Regions from separate parts of the Mus musculus genome. Here region 1 is linked to region 2. Evidence: chromatin contacts called from public promoter capture Hi-C data. All regions are on one chromosome and are shown on one strand. Each heading gives the region's core, a stretch centred on a gene start, on an enhancer-like site or on the middle of the called end of the contact. The rest is flanking DNA. Distances are from core to core; before and after follow the strand shown. Region 1 overlaps Prcp (prolylcarboxypeptidase (angiotensinase C)). Region 2 holds the start of Pcf11 (PCF11 cleavage and polyadenylation factor subunit).

Region 1 (5,396 bases), core at 858-3,357, 230 kb after region 2:
GGCTGTGAACTCCTGCCCTGTAGGGAGTAGTGCAGGGTTCAGTTCAGTGCCCCAGGGCACCATTCTCAGGGAATTATGAGAAATGTTTGCTGAACTGAATTCAGTTGACAGGAAAGGCATGACTCTAAGTATACAGTTACTGTCTTACTCACGTGTGATTACTTTCTTCAGATGACCAAGACCCAAATCCCACGGGCATGGGGGTGCACCCTCTCAGAAGGGTGGGGCCAGAAAACTGTAAATTTGAGTCTTTCCTGCTTGTATATTGACACCCAACCTTGCAAAGCCAAATAATCAAGAGAAAAACCAACGAACAAATAAAGAAAGAATTTAAATGTCAGGCCCTGGTGATATATGTCTTTAATCTCAGTCCTAGGGAGGCAGAGTGGTTTGAGATCAGTCTAGTCTAAAGACTGAGTTCCAGGACAGCCAGGGCTACATGGAGAAACTCTATCTGGAAAAACCAAAAAAGGAAATAAAATAAGATAATAATGATAAAATAAAAATAAAAAATTAATAATGAATAAATATGCTTTATATAGCTCCTGAGAAAAGACATTAGGTAAGTGTCCAGATTCCTGGGCTATTTGTATAAAACAGGTCTGCTTTGTCTCTTTCCTTTTTGATTTGCTTTTCATTTGCTTGAGACAGGGTCTCTCTATGTAACCCAGGCTGTCCTGGAAGTTGCTATATAGACTAGATTGACCTTGAACCCAGAGATCTGGCTGCTTCTGCCTCTGCTTCCTGAGTGTTGGGATTAAAGATGTATACTACACTGTACTCTTCCCTGTAGCTAATGTTCTCTGCGGAACCCACAAGCAACCTTTCCCGGCCAGTTCCTCTGTTTTATTTCAGGCAGAGAGATGTTCATTCGATCTGCAGCCCCCACTGAACCCTTTCTGGGTATCCATGTCCTCAGAGAGGTGAAGAAGAAAAACAGTTTTAAATAAGTGTCCAAAGCAGATCCTAGGAGGTTGGGTCCTAAGAGGGCAGATCCCAGATGTCCCCAGCCCTTGGCATCTTCCTATCAACTAAAGCATTTCAACTGGACGTTCACTTCTGGACATTTAAGTTTTTGAGAAGCAGTGAAGACAGATGCATGAGGCGTCCGTCCTGACTGTCAGTTTGCTATTTTAGTTGAGCAAGCCTTGGACTCCAGCCTTTTCTTCAGTGGGTATAGTAAGAAAGCCTAGCTCCCATATGTGTGAGGACTAAATAAGATTAAAGAACTTGCTGGTACAGCTTGTTAACAAATCAATGACATAGTCCTCTTTTGAGAGGTAAAATTACCCTCGAAATGGATGCAGACAAATAACCACTAATCACATCATTGTTTCCGGTCAAAGCCTGAGACCAACTCCACAGAGCTGGGCTCCTTCTCTTAAACCATTGCAGTCTGGTGGTGTAAGGCATGCATGTGAGTTCCTGCTGCAGCAGGTGCAGGAGCTCTTTGCTGCCCTCTGGTGTTGAGAGGAGATAGATGGCCAGCTCTGCTGGGCTGGGGCATGCAGGGGAGAGTGTGATTGAGCTGGGTGTGGCTGGATCTGTGATATGTGACAAGAGTGACCATCTATCTCCCTGAAAGAGAAGCGGGGGGGGGGGGTGTCCTCGAAAACCACAGGTATCAGGGTAACATACCCATTATCCCCTCAGGTAGCTCCTAGATCCTTATAGATTAGTGAAAATAACCAAAGCCATTTAAAGTTCCTTTGCCTCATTAGGAAATAGTACCATATTCAACATCTACAGCGAATGCTATGCTATGCTAAACTGTCCAATCTCAAGGCTCTCAGCCTTCCTAATGCTGCAGTCCTTTAATACAGCTTCCCAGTTTATTACCAGAAAATTTTGTTTGTTGCTACTTCATAACTGTAATTTTGCAACTGTTATGAATCATAGCGTAAACATCTGATATTTCCTGTGATCTTAGAAGACCCTAGAGAAAGGGCTGTTCGTTATCTCCCAGAGGTCACAACCCAGAGACAGAACCACTGATCTAATCAATTAAGGCTGTCCGCCTTGGATGCTTTCTTAGCATGGATTCAGAGGGCGCCGTCCAGTTAAAGGGAAAGAGGCAGTGAGTGATTAGTGAGGAGCCGGCAGTGTGCAGGAAGGAAGTCTAGGGGCCTTGGCGAATGCTCTGCATTACAGCCCGTGTGAACACTGAGCCTGTGTCTGTGTCCTTGCCTGTAAAACCACAGTGCCTGATTCTTGTTTATTGTGCTAATTAAGTGAATTATTACAGGTGTGGTTAGAGCAGTATCTGACACATTGCAAGCAGTAATTAATAACAGCTGCTGTTAGATACTGTTGATTTTCTGATAAATTAGATTAAAATCCCAAGGGGTTTTAATATGCTTATTTATTTCTTAATTTCTCTATGTTGTCTGTCTATGTCTTTGACACTTAGATATCTTTACCTCCTTCCTAGAATATTAACCACTGTGCAGTTTGAAGACTGAAATATAATATTGACTCAGGGTCAGAGAGTCAGGATAAGAAGAGATGAGGTGACTATTAGATGAACATACTGATCTTATTTTGTTTCTCTGTATTACACTGTGACACAGCTAGTGTAGATTCCCCCCACCCCCAGTAGAACACACATATATTACACAGTTTTTAGAGAGTTCTTTCTGGTCTGGTCTGACATCTGTTTCATACGGTTTGCAAAAGTTCATTGCGCTATTTCATGGCCCAATTTGACTTGTGAGTCTGTAAACTCTTCCTAGGGGTTCATGTGGGATGTGGCTGAGGAGCTGAAAGCTATGCTGGTGTTCGCTGAGCATCGATACTATGGGGAGTCCCTTCCCTTTGGTCAGGACTCCTTCAAGGTATGTACACATGTTTCTTTTAAGGTTAAAGATTTTCAGTATCCTTTGTGGTAGTTATTTGTTTAAGTTTAGAACATTTTATACTCAAACAGCGTGAGATCACTTTAGTTTGAAGTGCTGAAAACTTAATAATTTGTACTTTATCTTTCCTTTATATGTATAATTTGTACAAAATGAGAATCTTTCTTTCTTCCTTTCTTCCTTTCTTCCTTTCTTTCTTCCTTTCTTTCTTTCTTTCTTTCTTTCTTTCTTTCTTTCTTTCTTTCTTTCTTTCTTTCTTTCTTTCTGTGCTAAGGATCAAACGCAGGCAGTCACTTTAAAAAAGAAAATTCAGACCTATTCTACCTATATAACTGTTTTGCCTGCATGTGGCTATGCACCATGTGGGAGCCTGGTGCTTGAGAAGTTCAGAAGGGGACACTTCATCCCCTAGAACTCCAGTTATGGATAGTTGTGAGCCCAGTGTGCGTGTGTGTGTGTGTGTGTGTGTGTGTGTGCATGTGTGTGCTGGGAAGCAAACCCAGGTCCTTTGCAAGAGTAGCAAGTGCTCTGACTTGCTCAGCTTCCTCTCCAGGTCCCTATCAGTGGCTCCTGGTTTGGTTTTGTTTGTAGTTCTGGGGAACCGAGAAAGGCCTAACCTGTTCAAGTAATCCTTAAGTAACCCTTAAGTTACCTGTACAGCCCCTGCTAGTTACAGTTCAGTTCATCCTAGCTTCAGCCAGGTCAGTCTCACTCCATTGCTGCACACAGTGCTGGAGTTTTCATTTTTTCAACAGTGTCAGGAAGCGACTCTGCTCTGTAAAAGGTGACCTAAGTTATTTTTCTTACATCAGGAGTAAACGAGTATGCAAATATATGAGAAGGAGTTTCAGTAGCATATAACCAGCATATAAATGAGGTCATGTTAACCCTGGTGTTCTCATTAGCCTTTCCCTTCTTACAGGAGCCCCTGGCCTTGACCTTTGTCAGGCTTTGTCCTTAATGAGCCAGCATAGTTTTTCTTCCACTCAATGACTTGATTTTCCTCATGTCCATCTAGCTATAATAATTTCCCACATATCATGTTACTAATATTTCCCTTAGGGAACTCAATTTCTAAAAGTTTCCACTACTTTTATGTTTTTCTTTTTTTTAAGATTATTTTATTTATTGTATATGAGAACACTGTAGCTGTCTTCAGACACATCAGAAGAAGGCATTGGATCTCATTACAGATGGTTGTGAGTCACCATGTGGTTGCTGGGATTTGAACTCAGGATCTTCAGAAGAGCAGTCAGTGCTCTTAACCACTGAGCCATCTCACCAGCCCTACTTTTATGTTTTTCAAGTTGCTTTAAAATATGACAATAAATATTACATTAAAATATTTGTGCCATACCTAATGTCTTCTATCTTATTCAATTGAGTGTGATGCCATCCTTTTGTGAATTGTCACCTAAAATAATTTGAGAATAGTCATATTTTAGGCTGTTTTGAAAGGAGCTTTTTAAATTTTATATTTGGTTAACTGAGTTTATTATGTCATGATAAATGAAGTAATTAAAAATAAGTTTAAAACGTACATGTTCTATAAGTCAGTGGCAGAGTGGTTTGTTGTAATTTGTTGGATTGATTGGACAGTTTTGTCCTTTAGCTTACTATTGTACATACACATGTGACCAGTGGTCCTGAAACTATTGGGAAACAGTCAAATTGTTACACATTGCATCTTAACTTTCTGTAGGTTGCTGCAATCTACTATTATCTGTTATCTGTTAGCAAAGTGAAACCATACCTGTGTTTTTAAAATATGCTTCTTTCTCTTCCTGTGCACACAAAAGTTGTCAATAGCATAAGAGATGTTATACATATTATTTGAAAATTGGAAACAATTGCACCCAAGCATAAGAGATGTTATACATATTATTTGAAAATTGGAAGCAATTGCACCCAACTATATATAGAGTGCCATTTAAAATGGAAGAAAATTATGACAGCGAGAGACGAGGTGAGAAGTCAGTATATATGGATGAGGGTAAAGGTTGATGGAGTGGGGGATGCAGATAGGAGAAAAGGAATGGTAATGACTTTGTGGCACAGTAAGCATAAGCAAACACACTAGAATGCCAGAAAGCATTTACTATTATTTCATAATTCCTGTAAGGAATTAGGAAGAATTAGTTGGGTGTTTCTCCTTCAGCGGCCACTCTAGGCTACAATGTTGGACAAAGTCCTTGGATCATCTGAAGGCTTGAATCCACTCTTAGCAAGTCATCAGAGGAATTATAAACTGCTGTGGATATTATCAAGAGGCTGAAGGTCCTCATCTCCTACACTGTCCAAAGCATCTGTGCGAGGAGTCGGATGGTGTAGTAGCTAACTTCTCTCAACACTGCCAACCAAGGCGGAAGCTGAAGTGACTCTAATGACCTGACCTAGGCGGTCATATCATCACTTATGCCACTGTGTGGTTTTTAGAACTAAGTCACTAAGGGTAGCTCAGGCACAAAGGAGTGGACTAGGTTATATCTGAAAGAGAAGGACTGGGAAATTTTTATAGACACGTGTAAAGAGTACCAAAGA
Region 2 (5,475 bases), core at 138-2,637:
ACAGAAGAGCAAGACCAGAGGGAAAACAGAAGGTAGCAAAGGACCACTTCGCTCAAGGGGTGAAGAAAAGCAAGCCTTCACTATCAGGGAAGGGAGAAAACGAGAATAGGAAAAGGAGGGACTGAATTTTTCAAAGAAACTTCCAAGTATTTGTTACCCACTGGGCCAATTCTCCACCTACAGGTTGGATAAGACCTCCCCCACACACCCAAACCCCATCCTCAGCCCAATTTTCCTACCATTGGGGCAAAATCAGACCCTCCGAGAGGAGAATAAAAGTTTGATCCAACAGCCCCCACCCCAAAATGGGGCTGACGGGTGAGAGCAGCTGCCTGGCTGGCAGGGAATGGGTTCTCTCCTCTCTTCCCTTTCGCATCATGTGCTTTGCAGGCGCCATGTTGAGCTAACAGGCCGCTGCTCCACTCGGGGCCAATTCCCTATACCCAACCCACCGACAGCTCGCTCCCAGGTCCCCCTTCACCTCCTTCCAACCCACAGAGCACAATTCCCCAAAAAGGACACTGAGGGAAAGCCCCTCCCCACCTTCCCAAGGGCTTAAGATGGTTTGTTTTTTAACTCTTTCGCTCCCCAAACACCAACTGCCTCTAAGTATTTCCCCCATCCGAAAGGCTGTCCCCGATGCGTGGAGCGTGGGGACGTAGTCAGAGGTGGCCTAAATAGGGAGTTGGTAAGCGGAAATGGGGCTCCACCCTGCATCCTCCCCGCTCCCTCCCGAAAGAGGCCCACGCTCCCAGCCGGGGCCAAAGACCAAGCCCGAGTCGGGGGTGGGGGGTTGGAGAGGAGGAACTCCGTCCCCCTTCGGATGGAAGCGAGACCTGGGATGAGGCTGACACTAAAATCAAGGAGTATTAGAAGAATAGGAGGCTGCGGGGTGTATAAAAACCTTGGCGGTTTGGGCCTCGATGAGAGAGACGATCTCCTTGGCGAAGGGCAGGTTCTCCTCGGCTAGAATGGTCAGCATATTGATGTGCGGTTTGCTATTGAAGGTCAGGTCTTCCAGCGACGACTGATAATCCCGACAGGCGTCCTCCCGGGCCCCCGCAGCCCCGGCCTCCGCCGGCGTCTGCTCTGACATTGCGCCGCGGCCCCCCTCCGAGGTCCGCCGCCGCCGAAGCTGAAGCCGCTCGACACCCCGCCTCCCTTCCGACGCCTCGGCCTCGCTCCCCGGGTCTCCGGCGGCTGCGGCTTCACCACATGCTGACCACGGAGGGGGGATGGGGGACGACCCAGGGGGAACCTCGGGGAAGAAACGCCGCAGCCTCACGGGGAATCTCCGTCCGCTTCCAGCCGCCGCCGGGGCTTCTTTCTCCACAGACACAAAATGGCGGCGGCAGTGGCGGCTCCAGCTCCGAAAATGTCTGTGTTCCCAACCGCTGCGTCGTGCGAAATGAACTAGGGGAGGGGAAATGTGCGGTAAGGGGCGGGGCCGTTGGAAACACCAGGCGGGATTGGCTGGCCCGCGCGTGTCACAGGCCCCGCCCCCGGCCCTTCCGCAATACGTCCAAGCACCGCCTTCTTCCTCGGTCGAGTCTCGGCTTTCGCAACACCTCCGGCTCGGAGACGCGGTGCAAAGGACGGTCGGCTCTCATTGGCCAATTCGTAAGGGACTGTTCGGTCATTTGTTACCATAACAACCCATCCAGGGAAGCCAGTAGAGGACGGAGGCTCCAGAGGACCGGCCCAACCAGTTTATGAAAGCTGCACCAGGCCCCTTCCTATGCACTCCTCCAACCACTGGGCGACTCCATCAACCATCCTCCTCCCGCTTGCCTCCTGGGTGCGGGCGGGGGTTGGCATGAGCTGGAAGAGCGAAAGCCTCCAGTCAAGGCCAGTCGCCCCGTCTCAGGTGCTCCCGGGAGCCTGGGCGGGGCTCGCTGAGCCAGCTGTCCCTCAGGCATTAAGGCGGAGACGCCTGCCCTACCCGGAATCCAGACTGGAGTAACTCCTGCTAACTGCCACACTCATAAAAGCACCTAGACAGGCTTGCAGGAGTTGAGTCCCCAGGAAAATGCTTTTATTAGGAGGTGCTATGTGAGAAAAGCTTTCCCAGAGGAGCTGGAGATCTTTTGAAGAAGTCACATTTCTGGAAGGGTATTCACAATAACCTAATAGCACTCACCTCTTCAATCTGCTACATTTCCAAATGGCCTTAGAATAAATACAATATCTGAGCCATACTTGATGGCTCAGGCCTTGAACCTCAGCCCTCAGGAGGCAGAGGAAGGTGGATCTCTTGGAGTCGAGACCTGTCAAGTCTAAATGTCAAGTTCCAGTCCAGCCAGGGCTACTTAACGAGTCCCTATCTCAAAAAAACATAACACTTAATCCCAGCACTAAAGAGACAGAACGGAGATCACTGATTTCAAGGACAGCCTGATCTACAGAGTGAGTTCCAGGACAGCCAAGGCTACGTACAGAGACCTTGTTTAAAAAAAAAAAAATACATCTGAGATATATGGAAAAATACCTTAGATTTCTATAATCTGGTTTTTAAGATACACAAAACAAATAGTTTGTCAGAGCCTTAGTGAACTATGAAGCACAGTGGAGGGATAGTTCGCACACACACATACACACACAAACTGATGACACGTCCACTCCATGCTATGGTTAAAGGGAAGGCTTTTATTGTAGATATAAAGAAAGAACTGCCATGGCATCTGGAGAATCCAGAGCAGAGAAAAAGATAAACCGAACACGACCATCAGACCATGGCCATGGATGTCTTTGAGAGAAGGGAGAATAGCGGCGGATAGACGACAAAGATGGTAAGAGAAGGAAAAGCAGAGCAGAGGAAGAGAAAAAAAAAAAAAAACCAGCAAGAATAGCAGGGTTATAAAGAATGAGGAGCTGGCAGAATGGAAGCCTGTGGGCTGGAGGGAGGTTAGGGTACCTGAGGAGGAGAAAAGGGCTAGGATGCTAGCATGCACTTTGAAGACTGTAACAGGTATTTGTGGTACCAGGGAGCCTGAATGCCAGCATTTGTGTGCTTTGATATCCTGATAGGCACCAACGTAACCACATATGTCTTTTGGACAGAGGGGAATTGGTTTCACAAGTTCCTGAGGAGTGCTGACTTTTATATAACTGCCAGAAATCCTCCTACAATCCAGACTGAGCCCATTTCTGGATATTTAAACTGCCTTTTGGAGTTTGAGGAGTTGGGGTTTCCTTTGAATGTGAAAATTTGGGGATGGTTTGGTTTGGTTTGAGAAAGTGTCTCACTGTGTCCCTGGCTAACCTGGAACTCTCTGGGTAGAGTAAGCTAGCCTCAAACTCACAGCATTTTGCCTGCCTCTGCTGGGATTAAAGGCTTGTAACACAGTGCCCAGTACTACTTTTAGATTTTGTTTTTTAAAAAATAATTCCTCAGTTTGGTAGATATATTCATATTCTCTCTCTTGTCCTCATTCTCTTTCCCTCTCCCTCTCCCATGCCTCCCTCCTCCCTCCCTCCTCTCTATCTCTTCAATACTGGACATCAAATCCAGGGTGGCATACATCCGGGCAAGTATATTACTGCCAAGCTACATCTTTAATAAGTCCATATCATATCTTTTTTCAGTTTCCAAATCCGATTCTTTTTTTTAATTAGGTATTTTCCTCATTTACATTTCCAATGCTATCCCAAAAGTCCCCCATACCATCCCCCCCACTCCCCTACCCACCCACTCCCACTTCTTGGCCCTGGCATTCCCCTGTACTGAGGCATATACAGTTTGCACAACCAATGGACCTCTCTTTCCACTGATGGCCAACTAGGCCATCTTCTGATACATATGCAGCTAGAGACACAAGCTCTGGGGGTTACTGGTTAGTCCATATTGTTGTTCCACCTATAGGGTTGCAGATCCCTTTAGCTCCTTGGGTACTTTTTTTAAAAAATATTCTTAGGTTATCTCCTTTGTGTGCAAAAATCAAAAGTACAATTTAAGTTTCATGAGTTAACAAAAGACATATTAAAATATATTTGTGTGCTTATATTTGTAGTGTTGGTTTCTCAAATGGCTATTGTGGCTTATGCTGGGTTTTAGGTTTTGTTTCATTGTCTTTGTCAAATGAAAAAAAAATTTAACATGATTTGGTTACTGCTGTATGACAAAACTTTTCTTAGGAAGGCTCTCTCACACACCTACTCACTCCAGATAGGGAGCCCACAGCAGACCAAAGTACTGATACCACCACAACAACTTGGTAAACCAATGAGATTTATTGGGTTACTTACAGGAGCAGAAATGACTCTAAGACAGCTACATCACCAAAGCCCACTCCCGCATGGGTGACAGCTCACAAAACCTGGGAACTTGAAGCACACTTCCCAGCCTGCAGCAGTTCTGCAGGTTGGAGAGTGTCCTTTCCAGATGCCTCAGTTGGTCTAAACCTCTTCCAGGCAGCTGGGCTGGTTTCTGTTTCTTCCGGGCAGCTAGTATGGTTTTAGGGTCTTCTTTGCAGCTTGTCTCCTCTGAAAATCCGTTGCTTTTACTTACTCTGGCAGGGAAGGACTTAGTGAATCCGCTCAATTTCAGGGACTTCCTGAAGCTGTTTTAAGTTGCTTACCTTCCTGTTTAAAAAGCTTCCCTGCAATGGAATGTTTCACTATTGGAAGAAATCATTAGATAACAGTTACATAGACAATTTATCTATGTGTCTATGTATCTATTTTTCTGAAAATTAGGTGAATTAGTTTTAGGCTAGTGAGTTCTAAAATTCAGGGGCTGGTGAGATGACTCAGTGGTTAAAAGAACTGGCTACCCTTCCAAAGAGCCAGAATGCAATTTCCAACACCCACAAAACAGTATACACCAACAAGGCAGCACACAAGCTCTGGAGGATCTGATGTTCTCTCTGGCTTCTGAGGGCACCAAGGTGCCATGGTGTACATAAATACATGCAGAAAAAATACCCATACATATATTTTTAAAAGTGAGATTTGACCTTTCATTTGTTTCGAAGGTTGAAATTATTATGAGTCACGGTAAAGCATCTTAGTTGTCACCGTATTTTCTAGTAGGGAATGTTGAGAGGCTGGGTTCACTCACCCTCTTCGAGGACTAGCCTCTCAAGAGGAAATAGTCTAGGCCAAGGTAAGAATAAAGCCTGTTAGGTAAGTGAATTAAACAGATGCATGGATATGCATGGAGAATTCTTAACTCAAGACAATCAAAACACAGAATTAGGTCAAAATAATTTCACTTGGTCCCTGTAGCACAACTTCCTCACTAAACACTGATTTCTCTCAGATTGCTTTCCAGTGAATTAAAAGAAAAGGACAAAAAACAAAAAACAAAAAACAAAAAAACAAAAAGCGGCCAGGCATGGTGGCGCACGCCTTTAATCCCAGCACTTGGGAGGCAGAGGCAGGTGGATTTCTGAGTTCCAGGCCAGCCTGGTCTACAAAGTGAGTTCCAGGACGGCCAGGGCTATACAGAAAAACCCTGTCTCGAAAAACCAAAAA

The links. Promoter capture Hi-C pulls out the DNA fragments that hold promoters and counts their contacts.
Region 1: a contact with region 2 is called in a promoter capture Hi-C map of the HPC-7 cell line. The contact joins the enhancer-like site here to the promoter of Pcf11 in region 2. A contact is called at or near these places in 6 of 39 promoter capture datasets (the C10 cell line, the HPC-7 cell line, cranial neural crest and 3 more), 1 of 484 Hi-C or Micro-C datasets (erythroblasts), 2 of 115 datasets of contacts at active chromatin or transcription factors (embryonic stem cells and stem cell-derived neural progenitor cells) and 3 of 9 other capture datasets (adipose tissue, liver and pancreatic islet).

What each region holds. Positions count from the first base shown.
Region 1 is chr7:92,902,379-92,907,774 of GRCm38.p6, forward strand. It overlaps Prcp (prolylcarboxypeptidase (angiotensinase C)), which reads left to right. Exons shown (of 9, transcript NM_028243.3): 3 at 2,733-2,834. Among named protein-coding and RNA genes, the nearest start is that of Gm40448, 28 kb to the left of the region's middle. Within about 2 kb of position 2,108, at least 13 of the 459 cell types and tissues checked have an H3K27ac peak or open chromatin away from gene starts, as enhancers often do. A contact at or near this core is called in the HPC-7 cell line, where this site is marked.
Region 2 is chr7:92,668,525-92,673,999 of GRCm38.p6, forward strand. Pcf11 (PCF11 cleavage and polyadenylation factor subunit) reads right to left here and starts at 1,388. Exons shown (of 16, transcript NM_029078.3): 1 at 905-1,388. The coding sequence starts at 1,096.